Linked DNA regions of Danio rerio: region 2 is linked to region 1. A link is a contact called in public HiCAR-type data. All regions are on one chromosome and are shown on one strand. Each heading gives the region's core, a stretch centred on a gene start, on an enhancer-like site or on the middle of the called end of the contact. The rest is flanking DNA. Distances are from core to core; before and after follow the strand shown. Region 1 holds the start of mocs2 (molybdenum cofactor synthesis 2). Region 2 holds the start of arl15b (ADP-ribosylation factor-like 15b).

Region 1 (6,549 bases), core at 1,926-4,425:
TCGGTTTCCTCCGGGTGCTCCGGTTTCCCCCACAGTCCAAAGACATGCGGTACAGGTGAATTGGGTAGGCTAAATTGTTCGTAATGTGTGAGTATGTGTGTGTATGTTTCCCAGAGATGGGTTGCGGCTGGAAGGGCATCCGCTGCATAAAAAATTGCTGGATAAGTTGGTGGTTCATTCTGCTGTGGCGACCCTGGATTAATAAAAGGGACTAAGCCGACAAGAAAATGAATGAATGAAAACCCTAGCTGCTGGAAAAAACATAAAATAATGGATTTTTTTTTTTACAGTGTTTCTAAGAAACTTTTTGACAGCACGTCTGGTATAACGTTAATGTTGTTGTCTTGTAGTTACATCCATGAGCACTGTGTAAATAATGATAAAACTGTTTTGTACTTAGTGCAACATGATCCACCTGTTGTATGTTTTGTATGAAACAGGGATGTGTGAGGAAACCCTGAGGCTGATTTTTGAGCTGAAAATAAAAAAAGCGTTTTCTAAAGTCCAAACACAGTGCAAAAAAACTTTGCAAATAAGCAATATATTAAACATTAAGGGCAATTTGTACTTTGAGTAAATGCGATCAGGCCAGCGAAGCTTTCACGCAATCATACCCTACATACCCTTCACAATAAGCCGATTTTCCACTGCACACGACAAATGACAGACAGGAAGTCATTCATTTCCAAAGAAGTTCCGTTCATCTCTGTATGTGGAAAATTCGGATTCGATTTGAGCTGCGGATACATTGAAAGATGTAAACTCCTGCCACTAGACCGTATGAGAATGGATACCTGATGTGATATGCGAGTTTCTAACTGTAAAACCCAACAGTCAACTTTATCAAATGAAATGAGTGTAGTTAACTCCATTTACTAAATTTGAAAAGAGTTTTGAACTCAGTGTTGAAGGTAATGAGTTAATAAAATACCTCATTACTTCAACTTAAATGGAGTAAGTTCACAGTACTCAAATAGATTTTTTTAACTCAAATGGTTTGTTGCAATCGGTTTCCTCAAACGGTTTTGAGTTGCCTTAACTTATTGGGTTTTACAGTACTCAGTAGGTTTGAGTTTTCTTCATTTATTGGGTTTTCCTGTGATCAAATTGCTTCGTGTACTCAAATGGATTAAGTTCACAGTACTCATTAGGATTAGTTTTTGAACTTAAAAGGTTTGTTGCAATTGGTTTCCTCAAATAGTTTGAGTTACCTTAACTTTTGGGGTTTACAGTGTAGTATTCATTAGTTCATTCATTCAACCATGGTGAACGCACAGAGATTAAAGGCTCTTACTTTTGCACTACTATATTTCGAACACTGCAAGTATCAGCTTCTCTCCCATGGAGCACGACAAAACTGAAAATTCTGTGCGACTGCCACAAGGAAGTGTATTCCGACAGTCAAGTTTGAATGTCGTATGCACTGGAAAGGCGGCTATACCCTGACAGGTACCTCTCAAAAAAATGTTGAAATGACGCAGAGCACAAAATCGAATTGGTCAGTTTGATAGCAGCGACAAATATGGGTGAGTCCTGTTGTGAAGCTCTGGATAGACAGGCTTACTTATGTTTTGTGTTTATTTTATAATTAAAGTTGTTGAACGTGCTGTCGTTTCGCAAGTTTTCAAGTTAGAGCAAAATATACAGAATACAGAAGTAAAATGCTCAATATGCCATTGGCTGCATGCAAGGTATGTCCTATGTGTTGTGGATAAGTAGTGGTGCCTAATTTCTATGGGGAAGAATATTATTATAGGATGGAAATTGAATTAAATTGGTATTCAATGGAATTGAATATCCCCTTCAATTAAATTGAATATACCATAATATTTAATTCATGTTTATTTATATAGCGCTTTTTCACTGTATTGTGTCAAAGCAGCTTAACATACAAGTTCTAATTAATTGAAACTGTGTACAGTAAGTTCACAGTTTTCCTCCTCATTTAAGTCTTCTTAAAGTTTCCCAGGTGAATAAAAAATTAGAATTGGCATGAACGGAGGGGACGTGTCCCCACCAATATGCCCAATTACTGAAATGTCCCTACCAATAATTTAATTGACCCGTAGTAACCTACAAGTGCATAAAGTCAAGTTCGCTATGAGTTCACTGTTATACTATTAACCAATTAAATGAAATTTGGGGGAAAAATTTATTGAATCACACACCTCTTTAAATATCTCTAAATTGATACATTCTTAAAGCCAGACTGCAGTAAAATCATGTAAATTGACTTTTGCAGCAAGGGATGTGATTGTTCTTTGTATTATTAAGTATTTATTTTATATTATTAAGTACTTCATTCATGTTTTTTAAAGCTCAAAGCAAAATTTGTGCTGTTTAATGCAGCTTTAAGTATATCTGTCCTCACCAATGACGAGAGCACATCAACGCCCTTGATTAGTATTAGTTTGAAAACTATAAGATCTGGTAACCAATATAGGCTAACAGTGGATGCGAATTTGAAGAAGTGAATGATAACACGGCCTGCCAGATCTGCGTGAGGTGCAAGCGGTGTCTGTTGTCCCTCTATCGGGGAACTCGTAGAAATGCAGACATCTCCAAAGCGTCTGGTTAACAAGACTGAATAATGTGAAACGGGACATGCGCTGCACAGCTGTGTGAGTGTGTTTGTGTGTGGCTGCAGATGTCACTGCATTGATCGAAAGCCACACAGAACTGTCTTACTGAACAGAAACAGCCATCGGCTATTGAATAATGGCGAACATGCGCATGATCAGTTGCTTTTAATTCTTTGTTTGAACACTAAACGCTTTAAAGGTTACACATGAGTGTGTTGTTTTGCACGAGTCTCTAAATATGGTAGCCATAAAGAAAGTGTTTTTACCTTGTAGCGTTATGGAGAGACGTGATGAATCGCTCGACTTGATGTTGGATTTAGAGACATCTGCTGGTGAACGGTGGAAATGCACAAACATTTTATTCCTTCTCAGGAAGATGTTGTCTTTTGAGGGTAAATCTTTAAGAAAGCTTAAATGAGGAGGAAAAGTATGAATTTTTAATCAAATGTGACTTTAAGAGATTTTAATGCTGCTGTTTGAGTCTTGGAATAAACACAAAGCGTGATGTGTGTGTTTCCTGGGCGCGGGTCAGCTGACCTCAAGCGGAACCAATCAGATTTTGGCTGTCAGGAAGACAAACCGAGATCTGCGCGAGTCTGAAGTTTACATGTGTTCACGCAACATTCATACATGAATACCGAGGTAAGACTGCTTTCCAAATCATTCATACACTTACATTTTATGATCAACAATGTGCTGAGCGAAAATACGAAACTATTTACGTTTACGCTAGCGATAATGATGTCAATGAAGTTGAATGTCCTAAGCTTTTACAAACTGTCGATTTGTGCTGTGATGTTTATTTAACGTTGCTCGTTAATCAGGTGTCGGTGCTGTACTTTGCCAAAAGTGCCGAATTAACGGGACTTAAAGCGGAGATTATTACCGTTCCTTCAAACATATCGTCTGTGCAGCTCTGGCAGGATTTGGAGAACAGACACCCAAGGTGAATTATTAATAAACTACATTTATATGTGTGTTCAGATGATGTTTAATGTTACATTGCGATGAAATTAACGCTGTTAAACTAGAAAGCTCTCTTTAAATGAATAAAAAGGATCATGTGATCTGATAGTTCATTTAGGCGTCACGCATGAGTCTAGTTAACTGAAAATAATGATCGTTATTATTACTTTTCTCATGACAAACCAAACATAAATATTATATTCACAAATGTAAATTTTCTTCATCATTACCGAATGTGCAGAATTTTCTTTGTGACTTGTTTAATTACTACTTTACAAAATGTTTACAGCAAAAAAGTGTAAAATCTGTGAAATTTCATAAGGATTTTGTAAATATTATTTATTTGATAGATTGCCTCTGTACATAGTTTTTTATTATAATTTTATTTATTTATATATAATTTTCCTTGTTTATTATAGTACTTGATGCCATCTTATGGTTAATATGATTGTATTGTAAAACACAATATTTTTTTTGCTATTTAATGTACACTTATTATTGCATAAATTGCATATTTATTTATTATTCCGTGCATGTTTACCGATAAATAATTGAGAGCTTTATAAATGTATTTTTTTATTATAATAATTAATCTTTGTTGTTACTTGAGAACAAACATATTTGCATATACATATATTTTTTATTGTTTATTGTATTTTCTTTGAAAACTATGAATCAGAAATAATGATTTTATTAAGCCAAAAGACAAATAATTATGAACATTTAAAATGGTTGTTTTTACACATTGTTCTATCCATCCATCCATCCATCCATCCATCCATCCATCCATCCATCCAATCGTATTTAAATAGTGTTTTATTTGTCCATTAGTTGTATTATATGTATTAGTTAATGTATAAATTATAAATATGTTTTATATATTATTTGTTTATATAGTATTAATAAATATGGGATTTGTGTGTAAATTTGAATAATAGTGAGCAACGCATAAATATAATTTGCTGAAAAATTCTATCAATTCCTTTATGAATAATAATTCTATTAATTGTTGTTTTTTATGTAATAAATCTGGATATTTTTTTAAATTCATACATTAGATCAAGTATCTGTATTTGATCTGAATCATGAAAAAAACAAAACAAATTAAGACCTTTTCTTTTTCTTACCGATTTTGTTTGTAAAATTTAATTTTATGTTTATACATCTCTCCATTACATACCATGCTTACCATTTATTACTGAAATGTGTGTGTGTTGTTTTCAGGCTCTCTGTGCTGCGGGGTAAGGTGGTTCTGGCTGTGCGTCAGGAGTTTGTGTCTCTGTGTGAGCAGCCGCTAAGCCTCAGGGACGGAGACGAGCTGGCCATCATCCCGCCACTCAGTGGAGGATAAACTAACTCCAGAGGTGGCCAGCAAATCTCACACCTGTTTGATTTGACTTTGCTACATAGTAGTGTAGGCTGTTGATGGTGTCACCAGCATCTGATTTCATTTTATATTAGATGTACTTGTAGCCAAAGTTAATCTACAGCTTTTGTCCCCAGAAGGGTTTTTTATAAATGATAAATACAGAAACAACAAGTGGTACACAATTTTATAAAACATGAACATTATTTATGGCTACAAGTTTGTTGATTTGTTTGAATATTTGGTGGCTTTTTAAAAAATATTATAATTTGCTATTGATTTTAAGTAGTAAAAATTTACATCTTTAACACAACATTTAATGCTTGATATATACAGTTGAAGTCACAGTGATTAGCCCTTCTGTGAATATCTTTGATGTCTTTTTTTTATTATTTTCCAAATGATGTTTAAAGGTTCAGGACAACCTGGAGAACTTTTTTGGTATATTAACAGATTTGTGTGTGTTGAACATCAGTTAAGACAATGTTAGCACCTGTCAGCTTTAATTGTGGGGAAAACTGGATAATTTTGAGCTTTTGTCAGCTAATTTCAGCTTCCGGGTTTAAAATGATTTTTGGGCCGGGATCAAAATCGGCGACGTAGCGCAGAACTGCAAGTGCAATGATGACGCGTCGGTTTCTCATTATTATTCATAGCGGAGTTTTCTTATCCTATGAGAAGAGCCGGCTGCTTAATTATTCATGAGAACACGTGCTTTCCGAAGGCAGACCTGCCAGTTTTAAGCAAGCTGTGAGACACAGACCAACGGCATGCAATAGCTGTTCATGAAGGCTCGTATGTGTTTGTTTCCATGATCCACGGGGTTTGTTGCATGTTTTTTCCCCGCGATCCTGTCTGGGCCGATCATACAGCAAAGCTGTGTGTGTGCTGCAAGCATTTTTGTTGGGAGAGCAGTGCGAGAATTGAAGAATGGCGGACGTTGACTTTTATCAGGAGTTCGTTCACATTCAGACACATCGCCGTGCTGCTGTGTTTGCCTAAATCCTCTATATTACCAGCAGGGCTAATGGTTAAAATAGACGGGTCAGGAAACCTGCTGCACTGAGTCTGCATTCAATATCTATAATTTAGACACGGGGATCGAGGGAGAATCCTCATTTATAGTATTTACATGAACACACTTATCTTTATAATGATATAAATTGTGGTTATGTGTATATGAAATTACGAATAACAAATGTAGCAGGGCATTAAATTACTGTTTATTTCTTTGTATTTTTACTTTGTGAACTATAAACTCATGCGTCTCCTCACGGTTTGTGTCTCAGTTTGTGAGCTAACTGTCAACAACAGTTATTCGCTCCCCTTCTCCTGTTTAGAAATGTGTCTTCTTTCCGTTTAACAGAAATTTGGGAAATAAATATACAGGGGGCTAATAAGTCAGGAGGGCAAATAATTTTAACTTCATCTGTATATCTTAGCTCTATGCATGTAATATTAATAATTGGACATTACAAATTGAACATTTTATTGGCTCTGTATTGTACTTTGCACACTGAATTTTTTTTTAATCTAATCTAATAATGCAAGTTATGTCTATTAGAAATAAATATTTGAGAGCAGCTTGAGTTCAGAGTAACAGGAGTTAAGATAAAGATTCAAATTTATTTTCAT
Region 2 (6,549 bases), core at 2,945-5,444, 130 kb before region 1:
GTTTCTCAGGTAAGTGAGGGACCGAAATGACCGGGAACTTTTCAACAAGTCGCGCATAAAGCCAATCAAAGTGCTTGTATCTTCGATTCACCTGGCTTTGAGTATGACTCGGCGTGAGTCCGTAGGACATATAGCTCTTCATACCTTTGAATTTGGTCTGTTTTGTAGGGTCATCAATAGTGCAAGTGAATGCATACGGATTCTCTTGCCATTCTGGTCCACTCTGACCCATAACTACAAATATTTTGTCTCCATCTCTCACCAAACCTGATGCTTCACCCAAAACAAACGCCTCACCGCCTGACTTTACAAAAGTTGAAAACCTATTAAGATTTTTCCCAACTGTTCCTGTGCTTTTGGACTGTTGTGCACTACCACGTCGAGAAGCTGAGGGGTTTGTGCTGCTGTATCCTGCTTGAGGATTCGCGCGTTTTTCAGGTGTTCCTCCGTGTTCCTCCGCCGTCCCGCTGTCATCCCAGTCATCGTCCCAATCCTCGTCACTTCCTTGGCTCGTCTGAAAACTGAGTCGCTGCTGTTGAAGATGCCCCTGGTATACAGCGTGTGTGGGTGTTGATTCGTTTGAGGTGTCCCTCCTCTGAGGACTACTTTGATAGTAATAGTCCTGACTGGCGGACGTCCCGTTACCGTGCAGTGATGTGTCAGTTTTTATAATCTCCACGTATGATGCAGGGAACAGCCCCGTCTCACCTCTGCTGTTCGTGCCCTCCAGCCAACCATCGACAACCTCTTCACTACATAAAGTGAGGACTTCATTTTCTGTCACAGATATTTCGCCGGGATTTTCTGAGGTAAAGTCGTATAAAGCTCTCGCTCTGAGCGCCATAGTTGTGGAAACGCTTTGTAAACTCGGTTTCCAAAGTTACAATATGTTCCGTTCAACCAGCCTTCTCGGGAATTTACGCTCTTTGTTTTTTACCAAAACACGTCGAAAACTTTTAAAGACATTATCCCGTCAAAGCAGTATCAAATTCCTCCCAGAAGCGTGTTGAAAAAGTGGGGCTTGGGTACGCCTGCCTCTCCTCGCTGAATGCGCTCTGCGGTCCGGGACAGAATAATCGAGGGTGGAGCCAATCAGAATAATCAGCCTGGGGTAACGAATAAACTCAAATGCCCCTTCATGGAGAATCTGACTAATCATCGTCTTTTATGATCAAAGTGTTATCTTACATGTCAATGTATATTGATGTCCCATCGTTTCTGCTTCATTTTATTAACTTTTTATTAGCCAGGTAATATAGGCTGTCTCAGGATAAAATAGATATTTTAATTCGCTATATAATTAAAACATTTGCTAATTTAATTAAATGTAGTAGTAGTAGTAAAACTTTATTGTCCTTGACAGGAAATTTGTGATGGTCATCGCCATATTGTTGCAGAAATTCCATAAAACAAACAACAAAAAACAATACAAAATACAGTAATTACAATAATCATAATTCTAATTAAGATAAACTCTTGTTCAATAAACCCACTGAAACTGTAACAAAGGATTTCTTATATCGGTTCAACCTACATTTAGAGACTCTATATCTCCTAACCAGGGGGAAGCAGTTCATAGTGTGTAAACAAAAAAAAAAAAAATAAGTTGGATCATTCAGAATCCTTTCCACCTCATTGAGGACACAATTCTCATATAAAAAATGAGGATTAAAATATTCATCGCACCCAACAATTTTCTATCTGTCTTTAAGAGGTGCATCAACTTAGATTTACAGTGTCTACAGATAGGTTGCCAAACCTAACTGTGATACCATACCTGACAATGCTTTAAAGAACAGCTTTAAAAAAACAACATCATAAGCTGCTTGTTAACTCCAAAAGACGTAACCTCAGTAAAAAAACAAACAAACAAACAAACAAAAAAAACAATCTTCTCTGGTGTAAACTAGAGCAAACCCACTCTATGTGTGTATTCCATGTAAAAGAACTGTCAATGTAAATGCCCAAGTATAGGTCTCTGACTGAGGATGGTCGTGTACAACCACTTGATGACGGTCACCTATACACTTTGAGTCAAATATCATTTCTTCAGTTTTCTTAGTGTTTATTTCTAGCATATTTATATCACACCAATCAACAAAGCGGCTAATTTCTGACTGGTAGATAACACTAATATCATCATTCTCATAAAGGAAACTTAGTATGGCTGTGTCATCAGAACATTTAAAAAATACAACTCTGTGAATGCTAACTTGAACATTCATTTGTAAAAAGTGTAGAAAGATTGGTGAGCTGACAAAGCCCCAGTACGACTGTTCCTTTCCCCTGAACAATATTTTTAACCTTTAACCTGAGTTCTATTTGTTAAAAATGAGAAATACCATTTACATATTCATGTGTTTATATTCAGTTCCATCTTTTAAGTTAACAAATGCAGTTGAATCATATTGAAAGAGGAACTAAAGTCAAGAATACAAACAATGATGTCGAATAAAAAGGTAATTATATATTTTTTGGCCTGCATACTTTTTAAAATGTTATGCACTGCATCCAACTGCCAGCCACATTCATGGTCATTTTAAAATAGACACATAACTATGAAACATTAAACATGACTATCTTGGATAAAAAAGTTTAAACTGCTGTCCAGGGACAGTGATGGAGTACAATGGGGTAAGTGTAAATGTTTGGAGAAAAGGGGATACGAATGCAAAAAGAAATCAAATAATAATAACTAATTTACTTAATAAAGAGATAAAAACATGATTAAAATAAACAATAAACATTTATCAATTTGAATAAACAAATAGCCTAATAGCATTGAATAATTAAATTACCATAATTTTGTACTTAAATACATATGTACATATACAGGTGAAGTCAGAATTATTAGCCCCCCTTTGATTTTTTTTCCCTTTTTTAAATATTTCCCAATTTATGTTTTACAAAGCAAGAACATTTTCAGAGTATGTCTGATAATATTTTTTTCTTCTGGAGAAAGTTTTATTTGTTTTATTTTGGCTAGAAGAAAATCAGTTTTTAATTTTTATAAACCATTTTAATGACAAAATATTAGCCCCTTTAAGCTATTTTTTTTTGATAGTCGACAGAACAAACCATTATTATGCAATAACTTGCCTAATTACCCTAACCTGCCTAGTTAACCTAGTTAAGCCTTTAAATGTCACTTTAAGCTGTATAGAAGTGTCTTAAATAATATCCAGTAAAATATTATTTACTGTTATCATGGCAAAGATAAAATGAATCAGTTATTAGAAATGAGTTATTAAAACTATAATGTTTAGAAATGTGTTGAAAAAATCTGCTCTCTGTTAAACTGAAATTGGGGAAAAAATAAACAAGGGGGCTAATAATTCTGACTTTAACTGTACATGTTAAAAAAATAAGATTTAACAGGTGAAATTATTATTTTTCTTTGGATTATTATAAAATAATAGCATATGATTTTTATTGTAGGACTATAACATGTGAACCTTATAATTGTGTATAAATCATACGTTTATTTTGTTAATTTAGGTCAATTAATATATTAAGAAGTACATTATAAAGAGATGTGTATGTAGAGTGCATATGAGTGACTGTGTGTGTGGTATGTTTATTATAACTAATAAAGTTTTATAAATGTTGGGGGAAAAACCTGTTTAGCCTAAACCCCATTCATTTGTGTGTTTTACTTTTTTTTTTTTCATTCATGTTTCACATCACTGATAATGCTCAGTTGCTATATTTCTAAATAATTGTCGTGAATAATTCAAGGCTAGCGCAAAACAATCCATTATGAAAGAAACGGATCTCAGATTACACAACTCACTGTGGGTCTTCTGTCAAACTTCTTGGAGAACAATGCACCATTCTAACCAGCAGAGGTCACCATCAAACAATATCTGGCACAGTTAGTTCCTTGTCACGTGATGCAAAGGAACCTGTAGCCTCACAGCTTTTAGATACCATCTACTATCACGTGATCGCATTCGCAAAACTAGCACGTACACTCCGTCATCATTAGTGTTAAACACACGCTTTCAGACGTGAAACATCGGCAGAATTTCAGTTCGTTATATAGAGAAAAATTTATACTCTCAAAAGAAGTACAAACTATAATTAATTTCAATTCATGCTGGATGAATGAACGTAATATTCAGCGTGACAGTGACGTCACGTCGTGATGCTCGAGCCTCCGTGGCTCCTGATCACACAACAAACAGCGCCTCACTCCGCCCACACCATTAAACTGTATTGCACTCGCTACAACAGCCCTACACACTACACTGCTGAGTCCGAATTATCGCGACTTAAAATCACCAATAGTCATGTTTTGAATGTATTGGAAGCCTAAAGCCTTTTATCAGGACTTGTTTTATTTACATAACCGTGCGTGGGACTTACAGAGGAGGAAGAGGAGTACAGAGCTAACGCTGCTTGCTAGCCGCTTTATTCAAATATTATTTTTGACATCCGAGAGGCGGGGAGTCTTAAGCCAAAGCCGTGAAAAAAAATCGAGACTTTGGATGCATTCAATCAACGGCAGCGTTTCATTTCATAGTCGCCTTGACTCGGGAATTTTGTTTTCCGGAGAAAACAGCAAGAAGCTATCGAGGAATTACATGGATTACCTGGTAGAGTAGTCTTTTCATTCTTTCTGAAGATGGCCAGAGCCTGTTGGATCAGGTGTTTTGTTTTCATTGCTGCTCCCAGAGTTATCAGCCTAGTAGTTCTGTTCATCATGCAACTGTTACATTTATACAAAGTACTTGGGCGATGTCACTTACAGTTTCTTGTTTGTTTTGCTTACAAACTAACAAGCCAGTGTAGATGGGGTTCCCAAAAAGATATCAGTTAAAGGTCTTATCTTATATCAAAACTTTGGGGCATTTCTGTTGTGATAATAATAATTCTGATTTTGGAATAAAGTGGATGGTTCTAAAATTATGAAATTGAGGTAAAGTTGGTTTTATATTAGCACATGTGTTCAGTGACAACTTATGACATGCTCCTTATATCGTTTACCATGGTACTTAAAGTTTAACCTGAAATAACATGCAAGTCTGATTTTAAAACAGCATTAGCACTATTTGTTTGATTGTGAACCATGTTGTACGTGTCATTGGCTGCTTATATGATTTCACTGTTTAGAATTTGCAAATAATACTTTTATTACATTATTAAGTAGATTGTCCGAATATAAAAACAACTTTACCACAATAGTAATTAATGCAGGTTGATAAGTGTACAGTTGTAAGGTAGTTTATTTTAAGGTAAGACCTTTTAAAATTATGATGTGTTATGTAAAACCTGCGCATCTAAAGTGACAGTTCACTCAATGAATACGCTGTCATTATTTACACACCCTCACGTTTTTCAAAATCCGTGACTTCCACTAAACACAAACACAGTTATTAATAGCAAAATAGTATTTAATTTCCTGATCTGGAAATAACTGCAGTTGTCAAACCAGATATTGTAGTTAGCTCATTATTATTATTATTATTATTATTATTATTATTTTACAAAGCAGCAATTGCTTTATTAAAGTAATGATGCTTTTTTGGTCATTTGTGGAGCATGACAACACAGTCCGGTTTCACTTTCGTTTTGTGGATAGGAGCAGCTTGACATTCTGCTAAATGTCTTCTTTTGTTTTTTCGTTGTTTGACAGTTATCTGTAAAAGCAGTTTAGGGTTCGTAAATGATGACATGAATGTCATGTGAACATATCGCTATGTGATAATTCGCAGAAGACACAACTCTAGTGTATGCAACATTATGTTATTTTATAATTTATCATTTGCACGTGTTTTTGATGCCTGGAATTGTATAATGATTTTAAAAACATTCAGGCATAAGAAATTGCACCACTTGTGAATTTAACAACGATTCATTTCAATGAATAATTTTAATTTTTATCATTTAATTACTGTACTTGAATACGGTTAGACTTCGGAAATAATAAAACACTTTATTTCAATTGTATCTTTTTCTTGTTTAAATTTTATTTATAGATTGTTATCCATAAAACTACTCATATGTGCAAATACAGAAATGCACTACAATGGTTTCAATATTGTCAGATTAAATCAACTTTTTTTGCAGCTTGTCATCCAACAGCTCGTTTAGTAAACTCTATATAAATTCTATCTGAAACCATGTGCTGATATTCACTGTTACTGTCTTTACAGACAAAGTGCGCTTAAAAATCATCTTATATTAATCGCCCATACGTACAAATGATGTGGTTCTGTTTTAATGAAATGAATATAAGATAGGGGCATAACGGTGGTGCAGTGGATAGCTTGATTGCCTCACTGCAAGAAGGTTGCTGGTTTGAGCCTCAGCTCGGTCAGTTGACATATCTGTGTGGGGTTTGCTTTGCATGTTCTCCCTATGTGCATGTGGTTTTCCTCCGGGTGCTCGAGTTTCCCCCAAAAGTCCAACGACATGCAGCATAGGTGAATTGGGTAGGCTTAATTGTCCGTATGTATATGTGTAAATGTGAGTGTATGGGTGTTTCCCAGTGATGGGTTGCAGCTGGAAGGGTATCCGCTGCATAAAAAAATATGCTGGTTAAGT

What was found. HiCAR-type assays count read pairs that join an accessible place to other places.
Region 2: a contact with region 1 is called in a HiCAR-type map of caudal fin, with 4 times the contacts expected there. The contact joins the promoter of arl15b here to the promoter of mocs2 in region 1. A contact is called at or near these places in 2 of 18 Hi-C or Micro-C datasets (hematopoietic stem cells and an unstated tissue) and 3 of 4 datasets of contacts at active chromatin or transcription factors (caudal fin, embryo and gastrula embryo).

The regions. Positions count from the first base shown.
Region 1 is chr10:9,555,576-9,562,124 of GRCz12tu, reverse strand. mocs2 (molybdenum cofactor synthesis 2) reads left to right here and starts at 3,175. Exons shown (of 3, transcript XM_068223906.1): 1 at 3,175-3,224; 2 at 3,407-3,528; 3 at 4,773-4,911. The coding sequence starts at 3,213. The coding sequence ends at 4,899. LOC103911725 (molybdopterin synthase catalytic subunit) reads left to right here and starts at 4,789. Exons shown (of 5, transcript XM_021479259.2): 1 at 4,789-4,912.
Region 2 is chr10:9,689,713-9,696,261 of GRCz12tu, reverse strand. arl15b (ADP-ribosylation factor-like 15b) reads left to right here and starts at 4,194. Exons shown (of 4, transcript XM_005155621.6): 1 at 4,194-4,598. The coding sequence starts at 4,302. snx18b (sorting nexin 18b) reads right to left here and starts at 1,036. Exons shown (of 2, transcript NM_001015063.1): 1 at 1-1,036. The coding sequence starts at 844.